Regions from separate parts of the Mus musculus genome. Here region 2 is linked to region 1. Evidence: chromatin contacts called from public HiChIP or PLAC-seq data. All regions are on one chromosome and are shown on one strand. Each heading gives the region's core, a stretch centred on a gene start, on an enhancer-like site or on the middle of the called end of the contact. The rest is flanking DNA. Distances are from core to core; before and after follow the strand shown.

Region 1 (5,096 bases), core at 2,426-4,925:
GCTGAGCATTTTTCTTCCTTGGTCTCCAGAAGCACTTAGCATCCATGTAGGGTGTTTCGGGCCTGTTGATTTGCTTCGGTATCTACCATCCCTCTACAGGGGTCTAGATTTATTTATTTATTTATTTATTTATTTATTTATTTATTGCCTTTCTGGAGTGCTCTTGGGTAATCAATCAGATGGCCAATATGCCAGACTCCAGGGTCTCCAGCTACATAGTGCCTCAGTCTGGATGGGAAAGGAAGAGGGAATAAGAAAGGCTAACAGCTGAGAGAAATGGTTTCCCCAGCCCTCAGGGAGCTGACCAGCCGAGCTTGAGCCCCATGGAGCAGCTTCTTCTTGCCTCAAGCAACATAGCCTGCAGGCAACAATAGCAGTGGCACCATAGTGACCTCTGGAGGAGGCCCAGCTGGGATCTGCCAGCTGAAGCAGCAGTGCGCCCCGCCAAGGAAACAGAGCCTGACTGCCCTGTTGCTAAGTCATCTCAGACTGTTTGAAAAGCCGGGGAAGCAGAGTTTTCACTTATCCTTGAAAACCCGGGCAGTGTGAGCTGCATCGGGAGACCCGGGGACCCAGGAGAGCACTCTCTAGAGGATCAGCAACATCTGTTACTACCCTGGAGGAAATGGCTCTGCTCACACACTTGGTTGATTCTTAATGAGATCGATACAACCATTTCAGAAATCTATTCCAAAAAAAAAAAAAAAAAAAAAAAAAAAAAAAGGAAAGAAAGAAAAAAAACCTGACCAAATTAGGGAATTAAAAATCAAAAAAAGCATGGTGATTGCAAAATGAACATTAGGATTGGTGGGTGGGGTGACTTCTGAGATTCTTGTAAATGGCTGTTTCTTAGCTGGACAACACAGGTGTCTTCACTTTGTGAAAATTCAGTGAACTGTTCTCTGCGGTTTGTGCTTTTCCCTCTCTCTCTCTCAAATATTCTTCCTTCCTTCCTTTCTTCCTTTCCTCCTTCCCTCCTTCTTTCCCTTTCTTTCCTACTTTCTGCTGTTAAGAAGACAAATCTGGATTTAGGACTAAATGCTAGTAAAGCCAGGACATAACGCACAGAATTCCTTGGCTGCATCTATTTTCTCCTCCAACAGAAAGAGGCTTGAATAAAGCCTGGAACGGATCGCATAAGGAATGATCAAACCCGGTAACAAAGCGGGAAGATAAACGTGGTTGCAAGGCGATGGCTGAGCCTCCTCCCTGTACCAAGAGGTGCCCACAAGTAGATGACTTGTTCAAAGACAAGGTCAGAAGACTGCCTGCTGAATCTGTGATGTTAGCCTGCTGGCACTCCTATCTAGACCGGGTCACACAAGTAGTGACACTGCAGTAGCCGTTCTCCTGGCACAGCTTTGCTCCGTGACCTTGAGTCTGTCCCTCACTCTTCCTCCCTCATGTCTGTTCTCAAGCTCTAAAAATGGGCGTGATGATTCCTCTCCTGGCACCACAATGGGTGATTCTGAACATTCTGGAGATGAAAAAGCACTTCTTAATGGATTGTTTCCAGAAATATTAAGTAAAAAAAAAAAAAAAAGATTTAAAAACACCTAGCCATTAATTCCCACAATAGCCACACCCAAAGTCAGTACTTGTGAGTTTTTCCAAGGAGAAAAACGTGGAAATAAACGAAGTTTGAGAAACAGATCAAAAGCCCGTAATCTGAAAATGAAGGATGATTACTGAGACATTCAGAAAAAGCATTCCACTTTTGAAATCTCTTATTCTTGATCTTCCCCTCATGAAAAATCACGACAGGCTTTCTGATCACTTTTTTTTCCTTTTAAGCTGAAAGGGAAAATCCGTGCTTTAAAGTTAAACAAAAGAACCGGGTCTGCAACTCCAGTCCCCACCCTGAAGCCTTTTGTTCTGGGGACAAGTGGGCATTTCCAAATGCAGAGGCAGGTGACAAGCTTTTGTTTATTTATTTATTCATCTAAACCAAAATCATTTCATCCATCTTTTATTGGCATGATAGGGAGAAGGAAAGGAGGGCTACGTGAACGCCCTTTGTCCGCCTCGGGCTGCCGTAGAGACCGCAGTGCGGACTGCACCACGCCCACCAGCCGGTGTCTCCTAGCAGAAACGTTTCAGCACCACCCCAAGAGAATAGAGCGCTCAGGCTGGAGCTGCACACGGACCCGGGGACTTCTGCCAGGGATGAAGTGAAGGGAGGGATGCGAGGGGGGCGGAATAAAGCAGAGGCTAGAGCTGCCACCGGGGAGTCGGGAGCGCAACAAAACCGCTCACAGCCAAAGGTGGGCGCAAGGCCCCCTGACAGCGCGAGGCTCGGGCAGAGCCAGCATCGTGCCAGCCGGGGGCGCCGCAGTGCGGGGGCAGGTGCGGCTGTCCAGCGCGGGCACTGCGGCAGACCGGGTGGGGCTGAAGGGCGGGCCGATGGTTGCCCGCCCAAGGCTGTGCCCTCCCGGACCCTCCCAGCCCCGCCCAGGGTTCCCCGGGAACCGCTATTCCGCTACCGCAGAGCCCGTTCCTGGTGCGCGCAGCAGCGCAGGAGCTGACCCTCCCCTGCCACCTCCTCCTCCCATTCAAGCTATGGCTCCTGAAGCTAAGACTTTTCAAAGAAGCCCACCCACGCAACCTGGGGTCCCATTGTCCTTTCTGAAAGCTGCAGCCAGGACCTCAGGGGCAAGAGCGAGGCTGGGCTTCGTCTAGAAACAGAGCGCAGACGGGTTCCATGCCTGTATCCTCGGGGGCTGGGGGGGAGGGGGGGGGACGGGCGTGGCCCAAGGACTAGCCTAGTCATTCCCAGGAAAGAAAGAATCGGGAAGTTTTAAGTCAGAAAAGGCATTCTCTATTCTCAGAGGGGTGTGTGTGTGTGTGTGTGTGTGTGTGTGTGTGTGTGTGTGACTGGCGGGGGCGGGGAGCACGAGGTGACTGTGATAAAGACGATTTCCATGCGGGCCTTGGCACATGGTGTTTTGACCCCAGGTTTTCGGGTAAGGGGAGGTGGGTCCCAGCCTTTGGCTAGGGCGAGAGCTGAGCTGAAAGAAGAGGTTTTGCTAGGCTCACCCCACCCTTTCTCCGCCTGCGGTTGCGGTTTTATTATGGCCTCCGCTCCTCTGACACCTGCATTTCAAAGAGCACGAGAGGAGGTAGCCAAGTCGGCGGTGGCCACGGACCCAGCCAGGTGACCTATCCCTCAGGGCTATTATAAAGATCCCCTCTCTGGGTCTCAAATAAAATAATTTAGAAATTAGCCCAGAAAAAGAGTCCAGATGGAGTGTGGGAGGTGGCCCGGAGAGGCGTGGGTGCGGGGCGTGCGGGAGAACAAGGTGGCCGTCGCGCCCTGGGTGGGGTCGTGCTGGCGCGTCTCCCCACTCACGCCCCTGGGGGGCCTCGGGACCGCTTACCCAGCTCGATGTTGCCGATGGCACGCCTCAGGTGCTCTTCGGTTACGGTCTCGCCGACCACCACCAGCAAGTAGAACTTGCTGTCTAGGAAGCGGTGCGACAGGCTGGGCGAGGTGGACGCCGCCGGGTTGCCGATGCTGCCCGATGGCTCCGGTTCGGTGGCTTCCACCACCACGGTCGCCATCCTGCCGGCTCTGCTCAAGCCTGAGAGAAGTGTTCCTCTCCCGCCGCTCCTCTGCTCTGCGGCAGGAGAAAGGATTATCTCCGAAGGTGCTGTCTCCGCTCCGCCCCCTGCGTCCCCCCTCCTCCCGGCGCACGCGTCGCCTCCCCCTCCGCCCTCTCCCTGCGCGGAAGAGAGGAGCGGGGAGTGAGAGGCCGAGGAGGCGGTGCCGTTTATATGGAGACTAGGCTAGGAGCCTGGGAGGAAGAGGAGGAGGAAAGGACCACCCGGCACGTCCTCGTGGTGGTTGCCTCCACTCCTCCAGCCCTTAGCCCAGGGCTGATGTCATCTGCAGCAAATCATTTCGCCGGCGGCCCGGAAGCTGGAAGGACGAGGTGTGTGGACAATGGTCTGGGCAGGGCCAGGAGCCAGGCTCTAGGGGACCCAAAGAACTCTGCTGCAACCCGAGGGCCTTCTGCACCATCACCCTTACATACACACACTTTCTTTGCCCTAAACCATCAACCTGGGGAGTGGGGATTACTTCCTGTTTCAGAGCGGGATTATGTCCTGAGTCAGATTCCGCATCTTCAGGCCTGTGCCTGTGCCTCATCCACGTGAAGTCAGAATTTGAGTAATTGCTGCAGTCACAGTGGGCGCTGGGTTGAGGGTACCCCGCCCAAGAACACAAACCTGAGTTTTTGACCTTGTAGATATAGAAAGGCGTATTTGTCCATTTTTTTTAAACAACAGGAATATTTATCACCTTCGCTTAAAAGAGACTTTGCAAGACCTAAGCCTAATTTGTTCAGACTTTGGAGTCTAGTCTGGAAGGACTAACTAACGCTCAAAAAAGAACTGGCTTTTGGTGCTCATGGGAAATGAATGAGAAGAGGCAGACATATTATGCTAGATACAGATTTCTTTTCTTAATATGCTGAACAGATAGCATCAGGCATAACAAAGAATAGAGAAGACACTGTCTCTGCAGGATTACAGCGACTATAATGTGCTTTTCAGTTCCTTGGGGGATACACAGGCAAAATTATTTTGTGTGACAATGATGTCTTTTAAGATACATGTAGCTTTGGGAGTTTTTATTGCTTTTGTCTATATTTAGAAGAACTCCTAATAATGTTTCTAAAGGCCATCGTAAACATTCATTTCTCACAAATCTAATGAGTACATTTCTGTATTAGGGCAGAAGAGGGGGGCAAGCGCCTCATCATCATGAAGACTGGGGATCATTTTAGAAGAGAAAATAGATGGAATTAGATGGAATAGGGGGGAAAAGCCTATTTTCATCTAAAATAACTAATATTGGAGTGTATACTAGTTTTAATTTATACTAAATATAACATACTAAATAGCAGTTTGGTATATACTAGTCAATATACCTTTAACACTGGAGTATACACCAGTTTTAAAATACCAACTGGAGGGGCTGTAGCTTAGCTGGTGGACTTCACGCCCATGTTGGCACCGGAAGCACTGGGCAGTGTAGTCCCAGCACTCAGGCGATGCAGACAAGGAGGATCAGAAGTTCAAGGTCATCCTTA
Region 2 (5,105 bases), core at 2,254-4,753, 280 kb after region 1:
GGCTCTGCCTCTTTGAAGATGTGGAGGATAATAGAACCCCAGGCAGCCTCAGTTTCCTTGTCTGCTGCATGTAAATCTAAGAAGTAGAAAGATCATTTGTTTCTTCACTGTGACCAAGGGCAGGAAGAGATATAAGCTGTTTAATTATTGAAGAGGAAAACCCTTCTCTACGCTCCCAGCTTTTGTAAATGGAAGTCTGCAAATTAAGTGTCAAAAGACATGTTAACAGGAGAAAGGCAATATAAATACATGAACGTTACTATGCATTTTACCTGGCTGAACGTGAATTTACATCACTTGGGTCCCTGAAGGTGGGTCTGCACGAGTCTCTGAGCTACACAAAACAGTCTGTGTTTCAAAGGATCATGTACTTTTACACATTTAATGATTGTGTGTGTGTGTGTGTGTGTGTGTGTGTGTGTGTGTGTGTGTGAGAGAGAGAGAGAGAGACAGAGACAGAGACAGAGACAGAGACAGAGACAGAGACAGAGACAGAGAGAGAGAGGATGTCCTACAGGTTTCAACAATGGAGAGAATTTGGATCAATTGTGTGGAGATGCTGAGAAAGCCTCAGAGGACAGGAATGGAAAGTGAATGTTATTTCAGCAAAGTTTGTCTAGTCCAGATGCATCTCAGTGCAGATTGTGCCCCCAATGACAACCTCACCTGGTTCAGAAGAGCCATGTCATAAGCACATTTTGTCAGAGACATGGACGATCGCATCTGTGTCCTTCTGCAATGTCTGAATTTACTGAATGATAATACATTCACAGTACAGCAGTTTCAACTGTAGCAATTTGCCAGACACTTCTGCTTCTGCTGGTTGTCCTGTCTGAGGCAAGCATGGGTGGTTTTATTATAAAGTTAACTATTTACCCCCAGACAATTATACGTTATGTAGTAAATATATTCATATGACTACTCATATTCAGGCTACCCAATGGCAATAAAAACTTGAGGGGCCATAGTAGGCTTCAGGAGGCTTTGGAAGTAGTTGATAGGAATGTCAGTAGGGTTTGGATGGACACGGTGATAACCATGCTTAGATGCAGGGGGAAAGCTGGGAACCTAGGGAGGCAGCAAGCATCTTAGGTTTTCAAGTGAAGCTGAAGAACTAAGCCCAGCTACAGAGGTGAAAGTATAGGACCAGATCTACATGAAGGAATGTGGACAGACAGATGGCAGGTCCAGACAGGCAAACAGGAGGACAGGCAGTCAGAGTCAACTAGGCTGGGTCGGGACTTCCCTGCCTGTAAGCCCTTAGTGCACACTCTGGGTGGTCAAATGGCAGATCAATCGGAGGCCTTCACCCTCAGTGCTATGTGCCCACCTCTTTATGGGTTCCACATGAGAGATTTTATAAGATTTTAATATGCCATGTGTCTTTACAGTCTCAATTAAATTTATAGAGTGATGCCCTTTCAACTCCCAATAATAAGTCATTTACTGAAATGTCTGTGCTGCGTAGCTGGTTCCAGACAGATGATGCGGTTTATAAATCTACCCTCCATTCATAAAAGGGGGTCAAAGCTGCTTGCTTTAAACTATCTGGAGTGACTTTATATCAGGCTTCAGCCTGACCTCAACAAATGGATGTCACCTTCCCGAAGGGAACTTCATACCCAGGCAGGCAAGAGGACTCTTCCTGTGTCTGGCTTTTATCTCAAAATTCTTCTTATACTAAAGTGGTACATTTGGAGTTGGACAGCCCAAGATTTTTCAACATACGTGACTAGGACCTCAGAGTCAACACTCTCACCGTGACCCAGTGGGCCATGCAGTCACCTGGATATGAAGCAGCTGGGTCATAATGAAGGGGAACGTTTGAAAAATCACTGTGATCTAAAGGAGCGAGACCATTTCTCTGTAAACAGTTTGGGATCTGCCTTGCATGGGTACAGAGTATGGGAGGAAGGTCGGCATCTGCATATTATTGTGAACTGAAGTTTCTAGGGAAAAAAAAAAAACCAACAGGATTCTACAAGGCCGGTTGACGAATTGATTAAAACTTAGCAGTTCCAGAGAGTTGGAATGTTTCAGGCCCAGTGCCAAATCCTCTTGGGTTTCCTTCCTTAGCCCCCTTAGCAGCCATTCATCGCCCACCTCTGTGGCTGGCCTAACACTGCTGTACTATCATGTTAACTCTTTTAGGATGTATTAACTCAACAGATCACATGCATCCACCAGCCCACAAGCTCAGGCTCCCGTCAGGACATCTGAGGCCCAGAGCAGAGAGTTCTCTGTTTTGCTGTAAGCCTGAGTATTTCCAACAAAGAGAAAAGTGCCTTGGTTTATGACATCCTTTGTTCTGTAATTCCAAATTTCATGAACCAGTCGTCACATGGGAATATGAAATTTGGGTGAACCTGAGTCCAGGTCCCCGGGCCATTGTCATTCCTATTTGGCTCTAGAATAAACCATCACTACTTGCACTTGAGGTGAAAGCTGTGTTTTGTGTTTGTATCACTGATAGATCACTGGGATAGTAAAAGGCGCATGGGTCACATGACTGGGGTCTGTATCTGTGGGCCCTCCACAGTCCTGCAGATCTGTCTAAATGTCATCCCAATATCTTCCCAGGAGAACTGTGAGGGCCTGATAAAACCTAAGAGAAATGCGGGCATTCCGTGTTCCCACCTACCATTGCTTCAGCTTCATTGCCTCCTACAGACCCCTGAAACAAGAACTTCGGCTGCCAGTAAGTAGGCTGTGTATTTCTAATATCTCACAGCTAACGCAAGAAAGGGGCCAGCAACACTTTGCCTTGCTTGCTGCTGCACTGAGAATTTTAACCGTGGGTTGTATGCCACAGAGAAGCAGAAAGGAAAAGGAGAGATGAAAACTTCCCAAATGGCAAATGGGCTTTTCTTGAGAAGGCAGCGTGACCAGGAAAGCAGCAGACAGATACCCAGATTCCATCCTGCATATTTTCTCCGTCCCCCCCCCCTTTGCCTCCCCAAGGAAGAGCCCAGGCCCTGGGCCAACCCAGCAACCAGAGGGCTTGCTCTGAACTATTTATAGTGCTAGGCCTTGGGCAGATCTCTTCCGATGTGGATATTTCTAGCTCTTTCTAATTCAAAGCAGCCTTTGACAGCCCTGGGCCATTACAGTGTGTGTTTAAGTGCTTTTACATATCAATATCCCAGGTCTCAAAGGATGCATAGATTAAAACAGTATTAGTCACCCTGGTTTACCCCACTGAGTGAAGTAAATTAGAGTGTCCTGTAAGTTCTCCTTTGTTTTGCAGAATGACTGACTGGGCTTTGCCATCCTAGGAAAAACGTCACATCCCTGGACTTTGGCTGGACTTGTTTTAATCATGTTTTAAATTCCTCTTCTGCCATTTATGGATTCCAAGATCACAGTGTCTCTTGTTCTCTATTTGCACGGCTTTATTAATGATAGATATACCCCATCCACCGAGGTCACCATTCACTGATCGAGAACAGTCCCACTGAAATACCGCAGCCAGCCTAAGCTGTATCCCAGAGACTTGGATCACACGGATGAGTCAGCTCCACTGGCTGGACTCAGCTTCCGCTAAGCAGCATCAGTTGGTGACATAGTATAGGCTTGCTACCTTATCTGTGGGCTAGCATCAAAGACAAAGAAGAAAGTGAGAGATAATGGGGTCAAGATATGAGGCCCTTAAATCCCTTTGGGAATACAGAGGAGATGAGACAAATAGATGCTTTGTACTCTTATATACACACCTAACAAAACGAAATTACTGCTGTTTTTATGATATAACCTATTGCAAATCTTTGCCTAGGAACTGTAAATTAAAGTTTTAGTTAAGTTTACTTAACTAAAATAGTCACTAGTAAGAACCACTTCCTATTATTTTAGAAAGACAAATCTCAGGGAGGAAGGGAGGTGGGGACTACCTTAAGGAACAATTGTGATAGCCCTCAGGTTCTTTTGGCTAGAAACTGCTTGGAGTAAATGTTTGAACATTTTAATGACTACCTACAAATGCTTGTTCCTGTAAACATGCTTAACTGTGGTCACCAGGGGCATGTCCTTGAAGAGGATATTGGACCATGTTTATCCTGCCTTCTTTCTTCTCTCCCTCTGTCCCTCTTATATGGATACCATGAGGTGAATAATTTCTTCTGTCACATTCTGCCCACCATGATGTCCTTCCTTGACTCAAAGAGCCTAGGCAACAGAGCCAACAGACCATAGGTTGTGTCCCCTACAATCCTGAGCCAAGTTAACGCTTTTATCAGGTATCCCTTCAGAGATGGGAAGCTGACTGGTGGGTTCATGTGCCTCCACTTAGTGACTGTCCTCCTTAGAACTTATTTTGGAGTTACTCGTATGAAGACCCAGCCTGCCCCTATCTTAGGCTTATAAGTCTTCTTATAGTAAAAACAAACTAGGTTCATTCCTGTTTATGATTAATATCTGTTTATCAAGAATTGGGATACATCTCACCTGTAACCTTAATTACAAATGATGCTATATTCAGGAGTGGCGATTACTCCTTTGTTTCAAAAAGTTGTTTATAACCATCTTGCAACCCTACCTTTGTTTCAAAGGATTTTATGACCATCTTGTTATAACTACCTGTAGTTATGACAACTTTGTCATGCCCACCTTGTCTTTGTTTCAGGGGGTCGTTAGGACTGAGTTGTTATGGCTATGTTCTGCTCCTATAATCTCGGCTATTTTGCCCTCCAAATCCCCCCATTTGGAAACTCCCTATTCCTGAGCTATAAATGTTTTGTCTTTCACATTTCCAATGCTGGTCTCTCAGACCCCACCTTAGGTGGAGGCACATAAAAAAAGCTTGCTTTAATTAGTTACTTTTTAAATTAATTTGGACATGATGATTTGGGTTGGTGGTCTTTCTCTTCCCATCTTTTAGATTAACACATGAAATAGAGAAGTTCACTCACTGTTTACCAGCTGTTTTCCATTCCCCAAATTCACTGATGGAATTAGCTCTCCTTTTTACTCTAATTCATAAGAAAAAAAAATTTGTTATATAGTAACTTTTAAATATATATGTAAGGCCCATTTATAAACACTTAAAGCTTTTGCTTGCTTGTTTGTTTTCTATCTTTCCACCAGTAGAAGTATTTAAGCTATGTCAACTT

Evidence for each region. HiChIP or PLAC-seq counts read pairs in DNA pulled down with a chosen protein or histone mark.
Region 2: an H3K27ac HiChIP or PLAC-seq map of embryonic stem cells shows a contact between it and region 1, with 3 times the contacts expected there. The contact joins the enhancer-like site here to the promoter of Map1b in region 1. A contact is called at or near these places in 7 of 39 promoter capture datasets (the 3T3-L1 cell line, the C10 cell line, HPC-7-derived erythroid cells and 4 more), 2 of 484 Hi-C or Micro-C datasets (nephron progenitors and reprogramming fibroblasts), 15 of 115 datasets of contacts at active chromatin or transcription factors (SST interneurons, VIP interneurons, bone marrow-derived dendritic cells and 11 more) and 4 of 9 other capture datasets (adipose tissue, embryonic stem cells, liver and 1 more).

Annotation. Positions count from the first base shown.
Region 1 is chr13:99,512,927-99,518,022 of GRCm38.p6, forward strand. It overlaps Map1b (microtubule-associated protein 1B), which reads right to left and starts at 3,676. Exons shown (of 7, transcript NM_008634.2): 1 at 3,378-3,676. The coding sequence starts at 3,561. It overlaps Gm26559 (predicted gene, 26559), which reads left to right and starts at 3,708. Exons shown (of 2, transcript NR_167891.1): 1 at 3,708-3,932.
Region 2 is chr13:99,791,153-99,796,257 of GRCm38.p6, forward strand. No RefSeq gene overlaps it. Among named protein-coding and RNA genes, the nearest start is that of Gm24471, 100 kb to the left of the region's middle. Within about 2 kb of position 3,504, at least 33 of the 459 cell types and tissues checked have an H3K27ac peak or open chromatin away from gene starts, as enhancers often do. A contact at or near this core is called in VIP interneurons and neural progenitor cells, where this site is marked.